2 separate regions of the Sus scrofa genome follow, and region 2 is linked to region 1. A link is a contact called in public Hi-C data. All regions are on one chromosome and are shown on one strand. The core of a region is the stretch at or near the end of the contact, and the rest is flanking DNA. Distances in the headings are between cores, read along the strand shown.

Region 1 (4,925 bases), core at 1,481-3,980:
GACCTCTGCCCACCCTGTCCCTTCTCCCTGAGCCCTCTCCCGGCCTCCTTGTCCCGCAGACGTGACTCTGACCTGCTTTCGGACACTGACTAGGATGCTGTCAACGGCCTTCCCATCCTCTGCCACCCCCACTTTCCCCTTCAGATCCCGAGGCCCCCATCATGCCCCTGAAGGCTCTCTGGTCTTGGGGGCTGTATGAGGGCTGGTGTCACCTCCACCCTGTTGACCCATCGTCTGGCACAGTGCCTGATAGGACAGGTGCCCAATCATTGATTTTTGAGTGAAGACACACATAAAGCACATTGTTATAATAACAGACTGATTGCTCCAGGAATCAGTAGGTCCCTGTAGAATCAAACCTACAGAAGTAAACAGAGTTCTCTGGTGGCCTAGCAGTTGGGGACTCAGCATTGTCACTGCTGTGTCGCTATTGTGGCTCTGGTTCAATCTCTGGCCTGGGAGCCTGTGCGTGCCACAGCCATGGCCAAAAAGCAAGCAAACAAAACAAAGTACAGAAGTAACTGAGTATCTGGGAGGGGAGGAGGCTATGAAGACAGAATGCAACTTCCCTCAGACAGCGATGGTCAGGGGCTCGTCCTCATCTGCCCTCTTTGCTAACGAGCCCATCTAATCCCCCTTCCACGTGGTAGCCCTTCAAACACAAAAGCCCATTTTAATACCTTTTCACAGCCTGGCTTCTGAATCCTCTGGTGTTTTGGTTCCGTTCCTTGAAATTGTTTCAGTTTGTCAGTGTCCTCTGAGACCATGGAGCAAAAATTCCAAATCAGGTCTGGAATGGATTAGGATTGTCCAGTTTGGGGGAGTTCCTGTCCTGGCGCAGCAAAGACAAATCCGACTAGGAATCATGAGGTTCAATCTCTGGCCTCGTTCAATGGGTTAAGGATCCGGCGTTGCCGCGAGCTGTGGTGCAGGTCGCAGACCCGGCTCAGATCCTGTGTTGCTGTGGCTGTGGCGTAGGCTGGCAGCTACAGCTCCGATTAGACCGCTAGCCTAGGAAGCTCCATATGCCATGGGTGTGGCCCTAAAAAGACAAAAGACAAAAAAAAAGATTGTCCAGTTTTGACCTTAGAATTGTCGTTTATGCAGCCTAAGGCTCCAGGGGCTTTATCAGTTAGGAGGTGAAACACAAGAGCCATTAAGACTCCCTTGGCCATATTCTCAGGACAGTCAGGGACTGGCCACTTCCCAGAATCCATCTTTAGGGGATTTTCTCCTGGTATCTCCCCAGTTCTCTGCTTCCGTCCTCATGGATATTAGTCAGGCTCATTACTGCTGAGCCATGACGGGAACTCCACCTTCAAGTTTTAAGATGACTCCCTGTCGTGAAAAAGGCAGGCTCAAAGGAGGGGCTTGGGATGTAACCTCAGCCCCTAGTGGTTCTTGCCTTTTTCTCATCTCACTTCGAATGTAACTATTTTAAGGCTCTTTCTCTTGATCTCAGCACTTGCGGGCATTCAGTGTAGCTGGACTTCTGCCTGCCTGACCTGATTCATCCAGGAGGTTGTGAGACCTTGAAGGTGGTAGTCCTTAGACTTCTCCTGGGCTCACCCTCCGGGAACGTGGGCAGAGAGAGCCTGGGAGCCTGCAGACGAAGGCAGGGAGATGGCAGGTAACTGGCTACCTCCCCCAGCAGCTGGGGAACCCCTGACATCTTCAGGTGCCTGCTGTTCTCTTTTCTGGTTGTAGAGGGGGAGGGGAGTTCTCTTTTGAGAGCTTTCCAGCTCCTTTCAGAATCTTTGCTGTTATTAGGTCTTACTTGCCTCTTGCCCATGAACTTTGAAATCTCTCTCTTTTTTTTTTTTTTTTTGTGGAGAAGACAAATGGATCATCTATTGCAGCAGCTTTTACTCAAAAAGCCTGAACTTCTCTATAGCATTCAGCAAAGCATTTTTTTTTTTTTTTTTTTTTTTTTTTTTTGTCTTTCTAGGGCCACACATGCAGCATATGGAAGTTCCCAGGCTTGGGGTCAAATCAGAGCTGCAGCTGCTGGCCTACGTCACAGCCACAGCAATACAGGATCCAAGCCACATCTGTGACCTACACCACGGCTCAAGGCAATGCCGGATCTTTAATCCCCTGAGTGAGGCCAGGGATGGAACCGCAGCCTCATGGATACTAGGCAGGTTTCTAACCTGCTGAGCCGCGATGGAAACTCCCAGCAGAGCATTTTCAAAGGCAGGGTGAGGGAGGGGACTCCCAGCTGAAATCTCTTTCCTTTAATTGATTGGGGGTTTTTTATTTTCCTGGTTCTTGTGAGCTTAACAAGGACATGGTCACTCTCTCCCACGTGAGTGGCCATCTCTGCTTTGACGGCCACTGTTCCATCCAATGAGGCTGTTCTTCCTCTTGGTCCCCAGCTTCCTGAGATAAGCCTCATCTGGGAGGGGTTACTGGAGAGCGGAGGGGGTGGCTGTGCCGTCTGTGGACACCAGGCCTGGGATTGCAACACCGCTGGGTGCGTGTCGCATCTTGCCCAGGCCAGCACGAACATACATGCCACCCAAGGGGTGGAGGCCACGGCAGAATCTAAGGTGAAGATATTTGGTATTTGAAACGTTTTAATCCTAAAGCTTCAGAACTTCAGGGTCTTGGGGGGACCCCCCCCCAGAGGGAAAGAAAACAAAAGGCGCAGCATCAGAGGAGGCAGCAGTGCGGAAGGCTGGTCTGATCCATCCGCCTCTCCCTCTGTGACACACTGAGATAATCCCTTTCAAGGGAGGTTCAGCTAATCTTAAAATACTTCTGCTGTTTGCACTGCTTAAGTCCTCAGAGAGCACAGATCCCACAGACACAAACAGGACCTCCACTCTGCCTTGTCCCCTCCCCCCAAAAGCGGCCACCACCTTGGAAAGGCAGCGAGGTCACTGACAGTGGCAGTATTTATAGTCCCCTAATCCTGCCAGGCCAGCTCCGGCCACCTGCTCTGCTCAAGGTCTGGGCAGCTTGGCTAAGGCGCTGCCGGCAGAAAACACCAGAAAATGCCCTGCCTACCAGTCGCAGGCTGGAGTGTTGTCCAGCCTTGCCTGTCACAGCCTCAGTTTCCCCCAGTTAGGGGGCTTTTTCATCATTCAAAGGTCAGTTTCGCTTAACAAGGACATGGATAAGGTCCCCTCCTTCCATTTTGACATATAATGGACAGTCCCAAGGGCTCTGGCCAGCACATTAAACCTCCACTGTTGCTACATCATGGGACAGCATATGTCAGCACCCAACCAGCACCTCAAGGCTCCCTTTTTCTTAGCCACACCCACCCGTCCGAGCTGCATCCCAGTAAAGAGGCCAGCCCTGAGCCCCTCCGCTGTGTGCCAGAAAGCTGCACAGTCCAAACTGAGAAATAGCAAAGGCCACCGCACGGGACCCTGTCCAGTCAGCCCCGTGCTCACAGGGAAAAGTTTGGTTGGTGAGGGTGACCCACCCCGACCCCTTGCTCTGGCTGACCTGACCCAGCACCTGTCCCTCAGCCATCGGGGTGGCGGACACTACCGGCCTTATTCCGACCGAGGTACCACACTGGCCCTGTGTCTCCAACAAGGACAGCCTGTGTGAGGCTTTGTTTCTGCTGCGCCGCCCCACGCCCGCGCCCCGAGCCTGCCTCCCCATTGTCCGCGTTATCCAGGCAAAGAAAAGGATCTCTTGTGCGTGGGGGGAGGACGAAAGGCCCGAAGGTAGATGAGCTGAACTGAAGACATTCGCGTTTTCTCACAGTGTCTGTGTACCGTGTACCCCCCGGGCCATTCAGGTGTCTTTAGACATCCCAAAAACATGGGAAGAGCAAGGCTTCTGCATCCCCAAGGCCAAGGCTGAAATCCCGGCCCCACCCTTTACAGATGAGGTGACCTGGGGACAGTCGCACAGCCCCCCAGACCCTGGTGTCCTCGGTAGAGGAGCACAAAATAATGCCCCGGTCCTGGGATTCACTAATCCAGTATTTGCTTTTTAAATCATCATACATTGTAGGTTTGAGGGGTTGATTGGTTTGTTCTGGGGAGATTAAAGACAATTAAGACGGGTCCCCTGATCTCCACCTAAGCCCTCATAATAGAATGACAGCACACATCCACACGCGCATGCTTTTGTTGTTGTTGTTGCAAAAAGCTTTGTTTCCATTTGGTCCAAGGCTTGGAAGAGGGCTCCAGGGTCGTTAAAAAAGCTGCCTTGTGGAAGCAGAGAGGGGCTTCTCAAAGGCCATGGGGCACACGTGTATTCTTAAAGCAGTTAGCAAATGAACAAGCATGCTGTGTTGTTATAAGCAGTTTCCAATTTTCTTTCTTTCTTTCTTTCTTTTTTTGCTTTTTAGGGCCACACCCCAGGCACATGGAGGTTTCCAGGCAAGGGGTCAAATTGGGGCTATAAGCCGCCGGCCTATGCCACAGCCGCAGCAATGCAGCATCAGAGCTGCGTCTGCAACCTACACCGAAGCTCACAGCAACGCCAGATCCTTAACCCACTGAGCGAGGCCAGGGATGGAACCCGCAACCTCATGGTTCCTAGTTGGATTCATTTCTGCTGCACCACAATGGGAACTCCCCAGTTTTCTTTTTAATTTTTAAAAACTACAGTACAGTACACCTCACGTATAACTTAGCACCTTAACCATGTTTCTGTGGACAGTTCAATAACTTCAAATTGTGGTGCTCCTGTCCCCACCATCCATCCACAGAAGTCTTCATCTTGCGAAACTGAACCACTCTACCCATTAAACAATGACTCCCCATCCCCACCCCGGCCCCGACCCCAGCCTCTCACAAGCTCCAATCTGACTGTTAACAGTCAACAAAAGTAAAGGCTAAACATAAGCTGAGGTTGGAACTTTCTAAATATTCTTCAAATCAGAGGAGGAAAGAATTAACATTCTGTGGATGGACGGAATGGGCAGGATTTAGGAACTGGAGCACCATCTGCGT
Region 2 (5,289 bases), core at 1,257-3,756, 150 kb before region 1:
TTCTGGAGTTATCTTTTCAAACAAATCCTAAGTTAATAAAGGATAGGGGGAGAAAGAGAGGGAGAGAGAGAGAGAGAGAGAGGCCAAATATCCCTTTGAAATCTATCTGATCTTTGACTCTTCGACAGAAAAAAAGTAATTAATTGTTCCATTCAGTTCTACATAGCCATAGTGTGACTGAAATGCAAAGCCATTTCAAATATAAAGTGTCCTTAGCCATAATCAAAGATGACACTATTAAATCACTTATTTAAAAAAGCACACTTAGAATACTCAAACAAGGAGGATGACCTTCCATTGATTCAACTGGAACTTTCTCACCATTCCTTCTTCAGACCAAAGGTGTGCATTTGTATCAGTTAGCAGAAGCAGTGTGGCCAGTCCTTGTCCAGGGAACAACCAAAGCAAACGAGACTTGCTGGGGATCGATTGAAAACCTTATCAACCCCACATTCTAGACAAAGGTCAGTGTAATTAGATTGCTTTAAGTAAAACTGCCTGAGTACAGAAAGGATAGACCACAAGGTGATATTTGCTTTAGCAAAGACTGCTTCCCTGAGAGTTTCTTTAAATAATAGGCTCTCTTGGGGTGGGGGTGTTTTTTTTTTTTTTTTCTGGCTGCACCCATGGCATATAGAAGTTCCAGGCCAGGAATCAAATGCAAGTCATAGCTGTGACCAACACCACAGCTATGGCAACACTGGATCCTTAACTCACTGCGCCACAGTGGGAACTCCTCTCTTGGTATATTTAAAATAACATCCAACTATATTAAAACAGAACTTTCAGGAACTTGCTATTGAGGAGAGTCCTATACACAAGAACTTCCTGTTTTGCTGGGAAACGTCAAATAATATGATCTAACACAATAAAAAATGACCAGAATCATTTTAATTATAGGGGATATAATTTGAGGTTACATTAGAGCCACAAGGTAAATTAGCTTCCTATTTCTCAAGGCCTTGTTCTGTTTGGAATTTTAAATGGCTTGAAAGGTCAAAAAAATATGGAAAACATTTAATACTTTCAAATAATGGGGAAATACCTGCACCCAGGAGGTGGCGGTCTCAAGCTCACTACAAGCACAAGCTTTACAATGCTAAATGGGAGGGAGGTGATAGGCTCATTTCTGGGTGCAGAATTACCTTATTACTTCCAATAATAAATTAATTTATTATGTCTAGTGTACTTTGAAAGATGTATATGTGCCAGGAGTGGGGAAGGTGTGAGGTAATATGAGCAGGACAGGCTACAGAACTTGCCAACCCCTCCTTCAAAAACTATGTATTTCAAGAGGCAGAGCATTAAATGGGCACAGCTCCTCCTAAGTGCCAGGGCCTTTGTGTGAGCACAGGTCACACACCCATGAATCCAGACCTGCACACGAGGCCTTCTTCTATCCTCCTTTAAGGTACAGAGATCTCGCTGCAATCCCTCCCCTCCTGAGGCACTTTTCATTCCCAGGGCCTCAACCCCTGATCACCTGCTCTAGGCACATCGTGCACTTTGCTGCTGGCACTGTTCTTAAGTTTAAGGTAAAACACTCAACGCAGTTATTATTTACCCTGAAATCACTGGGGCAAGCATTATACAACAGGTTTTTCTTTCTTTTTCTTCTATAGCTAAAAGAAACAGACTTTTCAAGTTTGTTGTTACAATAGTGGTGCATGGAGAGGAATCTCAGCTCACAGCAAACTCGCCTGGAGGCAGGTCTGCGATCCCCAAAGGTCTGCAGGCCTAGCCTGGGCGCCTGCGGGAATCGTCCCTGCGACTCTCCGCGCATCTGCCCCCAGAATGCGGGTCACCGTCGCCCCCGGACACCCTGAGAGAGATGCTCCTTGTCTCGGTCTCTGGATCCTGCCCAGAGCGACGCCTTCATCACTCTCAGGGCGCCGGCTCTGCGTAAAGCAGGTTCCCGGCCGGGAGCGGCCTCCTCCGCACGTCCCCGCCCGCTTCAAGGCAGCCACCTGGGGATGAGGTCCGCCCGGGGCCCGCCGGAGGAGAAAGGGGGCTTGCCAAACCCTCTCCCTCCCGGGGCCTACGCACCCCCCGATCCCTCCTAGCGCATCCGCGCTCACGTCTCCTACTCTTGACTGCCAGTTTTGCACACGTCCTGGCCCTTCCCAGGACAGCACGGGGACCCCAGTTCCCCGCCCCGTGGGGCTCCGGCGGCAAGGCCCGACCGCGGGAACTCGGGAGGCCCCCAGAGCCTCCCGATCACCGGGGGCGCCCGCCCCTGGGCACCCCCTCCGCCACACCCCAGCGCCCCCCCACACACCCGCATCCCCAGCAGCCTCGCGCCGGGGCCCCTGCAACGGCAGGAGCGCCGCGGCGAGTTGCACCCAGGACGCCGCGGAGGCGACAGGCCCGCGGCGTGTGCGTGCGCAGCGCCCCCCGCGGCCGCGCCGAGCGCAGGCGGCGGCGGAGGGAAGGAGGGCGCCGCCCGCCGAGCTCGGCCCGGCCCCTTCCCAAGCCCGCCGCCCTCCCGCCCCCCCCCCCCGGGGCCGCCAGCGGTGTCCGCGCCTCCACGCCCGCCCCTGATTTCCTCCGCACCGCGGCGGCGGCGGCGGCGGCGGCGGTGGCGGCGCCTCGTGCGCGCGGTTATTTATTTCCGGGCCCCAGAGCGCTTATAATGGAGCCGCTGTCAGCAGAACCTTCTGCTGCCGCTGCCGCCGCCGCCGCTGCCGTCCCTCCTCTTTTTTTTCCTGGCAGATCTTTGTTGTGTGGGAGGGCAGCAGGGATGGACTTGAGCTTGCGGATCTCCTGCTAGAGCAGCCGCGCTTGGAGAGGGCGCCGCAGCTACAAAGAGGAGCCGCCGCCGCCGCACCGAGGCCCCACCGACCCGGCCTCCGTCCGCCCGCGCCCCCGCCCGGCCTTTTCGGCCCGCGCCTCCCGGCAGAGTCCCCTTGCGGCGGCAGATGTGTGTGGGGTCAGCCCACGGCGGGGACTATGGTGAAATTCCCGGCGCTCACGCACTACTGGCCCCTGATCCGGTTCCTGGTGCCCCTGGGCATCACCAACATAGCCATCGACTTCGGGGAGCAGGTAAACCCCGGCCGCGCCCCTCGCCCGGCCCGGGCAGCGCCGCCCAGCGCCCCGCACCCTGCACTCTGCTCCCTCTGCCCTGGCCTTAGACGCCCGGGCGGCAGGGGATGGGGGCAGAGGAGAGTCACCTGCTCCGAGTCTCTTTTTATCCTGGAACATTTGCTTGGGTTTACAGCTTGTCAGGGATGACTTTCCAGCATTCCATTCCCCCCTCCCCCCAGTTATTCAGCAGACTTTTCCAGCGCTCTCTGGAAAATGTTAGAAGACTGGAGGGTTTGGAGCTTCACCTATAGAAGTGGTTTTAGTGCACAGGGAGTATTATGTAATTTGTGATTATGTAAACCTCTGGCTTGTAAGTAAAATATAGTTTCTGATAGCTCGAGTGCTGGGGTTTTGTTTATCCCGGGCTTGTGGTGATGGTGATGATGGGGAGATTTTTATATTAGAATGTGTCTGTGTGATTTCCCAGGTACTTCTAATTTTTAAAAAAGCGTATGTATGGATTAGAGGTGTCCCAAGCGTGTCCTGAGAAACCGACCACTGACCATCTCTAGTTTAGGGTTTCTTTCCGCCGCCCCCCCCCCCTTTAAAGAAGGGGAGCACATTTGTGTTTGTTGCTTTCTCATCCTTGTTTCTTTTTCATGTTTTCCCCCATTTCTCTTCATGTGGCGTCATTGCAAATCCAGCTCTGCAGACTCTCCAGCAGCGGGGCTTTGGTACTCTGCCCTTTGCTGCTGGGGACCGTTTTCGCAGGCCTCCAGCGGGATGCAGTTGTGTTTTAAGACCCAGAAGAGGATTGGGGGGAAGGTGCAGCAGCCTGTCACCTTGATGGGCAGGTGTATGACTGGCCCTGGGCAGCTCCTGCTGTTGTCCTACCCTATTTCTTTTCCTTCAAGTCAAGAGACCTCAAAGGATGTTTGAGGTAGAAAAGGCACCTATTCTGATGCACCTTTAGTTTCAAAAAACCAAACAGTTTTTTCCAAGGGGAGTTCCTTTGACTCCTCCTTTTGCTGAATATCTGCTTACATTTGTCTCTTTGCGGCTCAGAACTTTTGATTGATTGTGATGGTTTAAGCGCCTTAATACTTAACCCACTTTGTAAGCTACTTTTTACTTCGAATTTTATAGCCAGCAAGTGTTCATAATGTAGCGTAGCCTCTAGAGACCTTTGACTAGCTAGTAAGCCAACTAATTCCCTTTGATGAAATGTTATTTTTTTCTGTTGCCGCTTTGCTCTGCCAGCACCTGACCAGGTCCCCCAAGGCTTCTCTGCTACTACCCGGCCCCCAACCCCCTACGCCCCAACACACACACCTTCCCTTCTTTCATAATTAACTGGTGGCTCTGGGCATTTCCTCTAATCTTTGGAAAGGTTTTTAGACATGAATTTATTACGTTGCATATTTTAGATGAGTCAAGTGCTGCGTGTTCACCTCAACCTTTTGCTATTTTAAGACTTATCTTCTTGGAGCTGCCCCAAAGGTTATCAGAAAGCCTAGGCTGCTCACCTGATCGCTTCTCTCTGAACTGTAGTGTGTGTGTGTGTGTGTGTGGGTGTGGGTGTGGGTGTGGTGTAATAAAGTGATAACTGGAAGAATGAATATTCTTTGTCATAATTAAAGGGCCTGGAGTTCCCATGGTGGCTCAGCAGGTTACAAACCCAACTAGTATCCATGAGGATTTGGGTTCAACCCCTGGCCTCACTCAGTGGGTTAAAAGACCTGGTGTTGCTGTGAGCTGTGGTGTAGGTCACAGAGGTGACTGGATCTGGCCTTGCTATGGCTGTGGTGTAGGCCAGCAGCTGCAGCTCCAACTCGACCCCTGGCCTTCCATATGCCGCAGGTGTGTGGCTCTAAAAAGAAAAGGAAAAAAATAGTAATGAAGGGCCTAAAGAAAACCATGGTATTGCCTCACATTTGCCTTGATTTTATACATGGCTGATATAACTAAGGTTTGATTTTAGTGTAAGGAAAAGGGTCTCCCCAAGATCACAAAAGAGACAACTGGTCTGTCCTAGTGGGTCTAATAATTCAAACTCATCCTTGAAATGTCGCTAACCTCCTTATCGTAGGTGATGTAAGCAAAGCTCTAGAAGAGTTGTCTTGTTTGCACAGAAGCAAGTTTTATCAGCAAGTGTCCTTTGCAGTTCTTATCCCTTAAGCGCAGGTATAGGCATGAGGTTATAGGCTGCCTGGTGGTGGAGATATTTTATCAGAGTTAAGGGTGGAGAGAGGAGGGAAGGAA

Evidence for each region. A called contact is a pair of places that touch in the nucleus more often than the background predicts.
Region 2: a Hi-C map of liver shows a contact between it and region 1, with 1.7 times the contacts expected there. The contact joins the promoter of ANKH here to the enhancer-like site in region 1. A contact is called at or near these places in 1 of 5 promoter capture datasets (liver) and 9 of 47 Hi-C or Micro-C datasets (alveolar macrophages, embryonic fibroblasts, fetal heart ventricle and 3 more).

The regions. Positions count from the first base shown.
Region 1 is chr16:4,119,841-4,124,765 of Sscrofa11.1, reverse strand. All of the region lies in intron 8 of ANKH (progressive ankylosis protein homolog), which reads left to right. Among named protein-coding and RNA genes, the nearest start is that of OTULIN, 59 kb to the right of the region's middle. Within about 2 kb of position 2,730, at least 14 of the 83 cell types and tissues checked have an H3K27ac peak or open chromatin away from gene starts, as enhancers often do. A contact at or near this core is called in liver and skeletal muscle, where this site is marked.
Region 2 is chr16:4,268,290-4,273,578 of Sscrofa11.1, reverse strand. ANKH (progressive ankylosis protein homolog) reads left to right here and starts at 2,506. Exons shown (of 12, transcript XM_003359727.5): 1 at 2,506-3,045. The coding sequence starts at 2,950.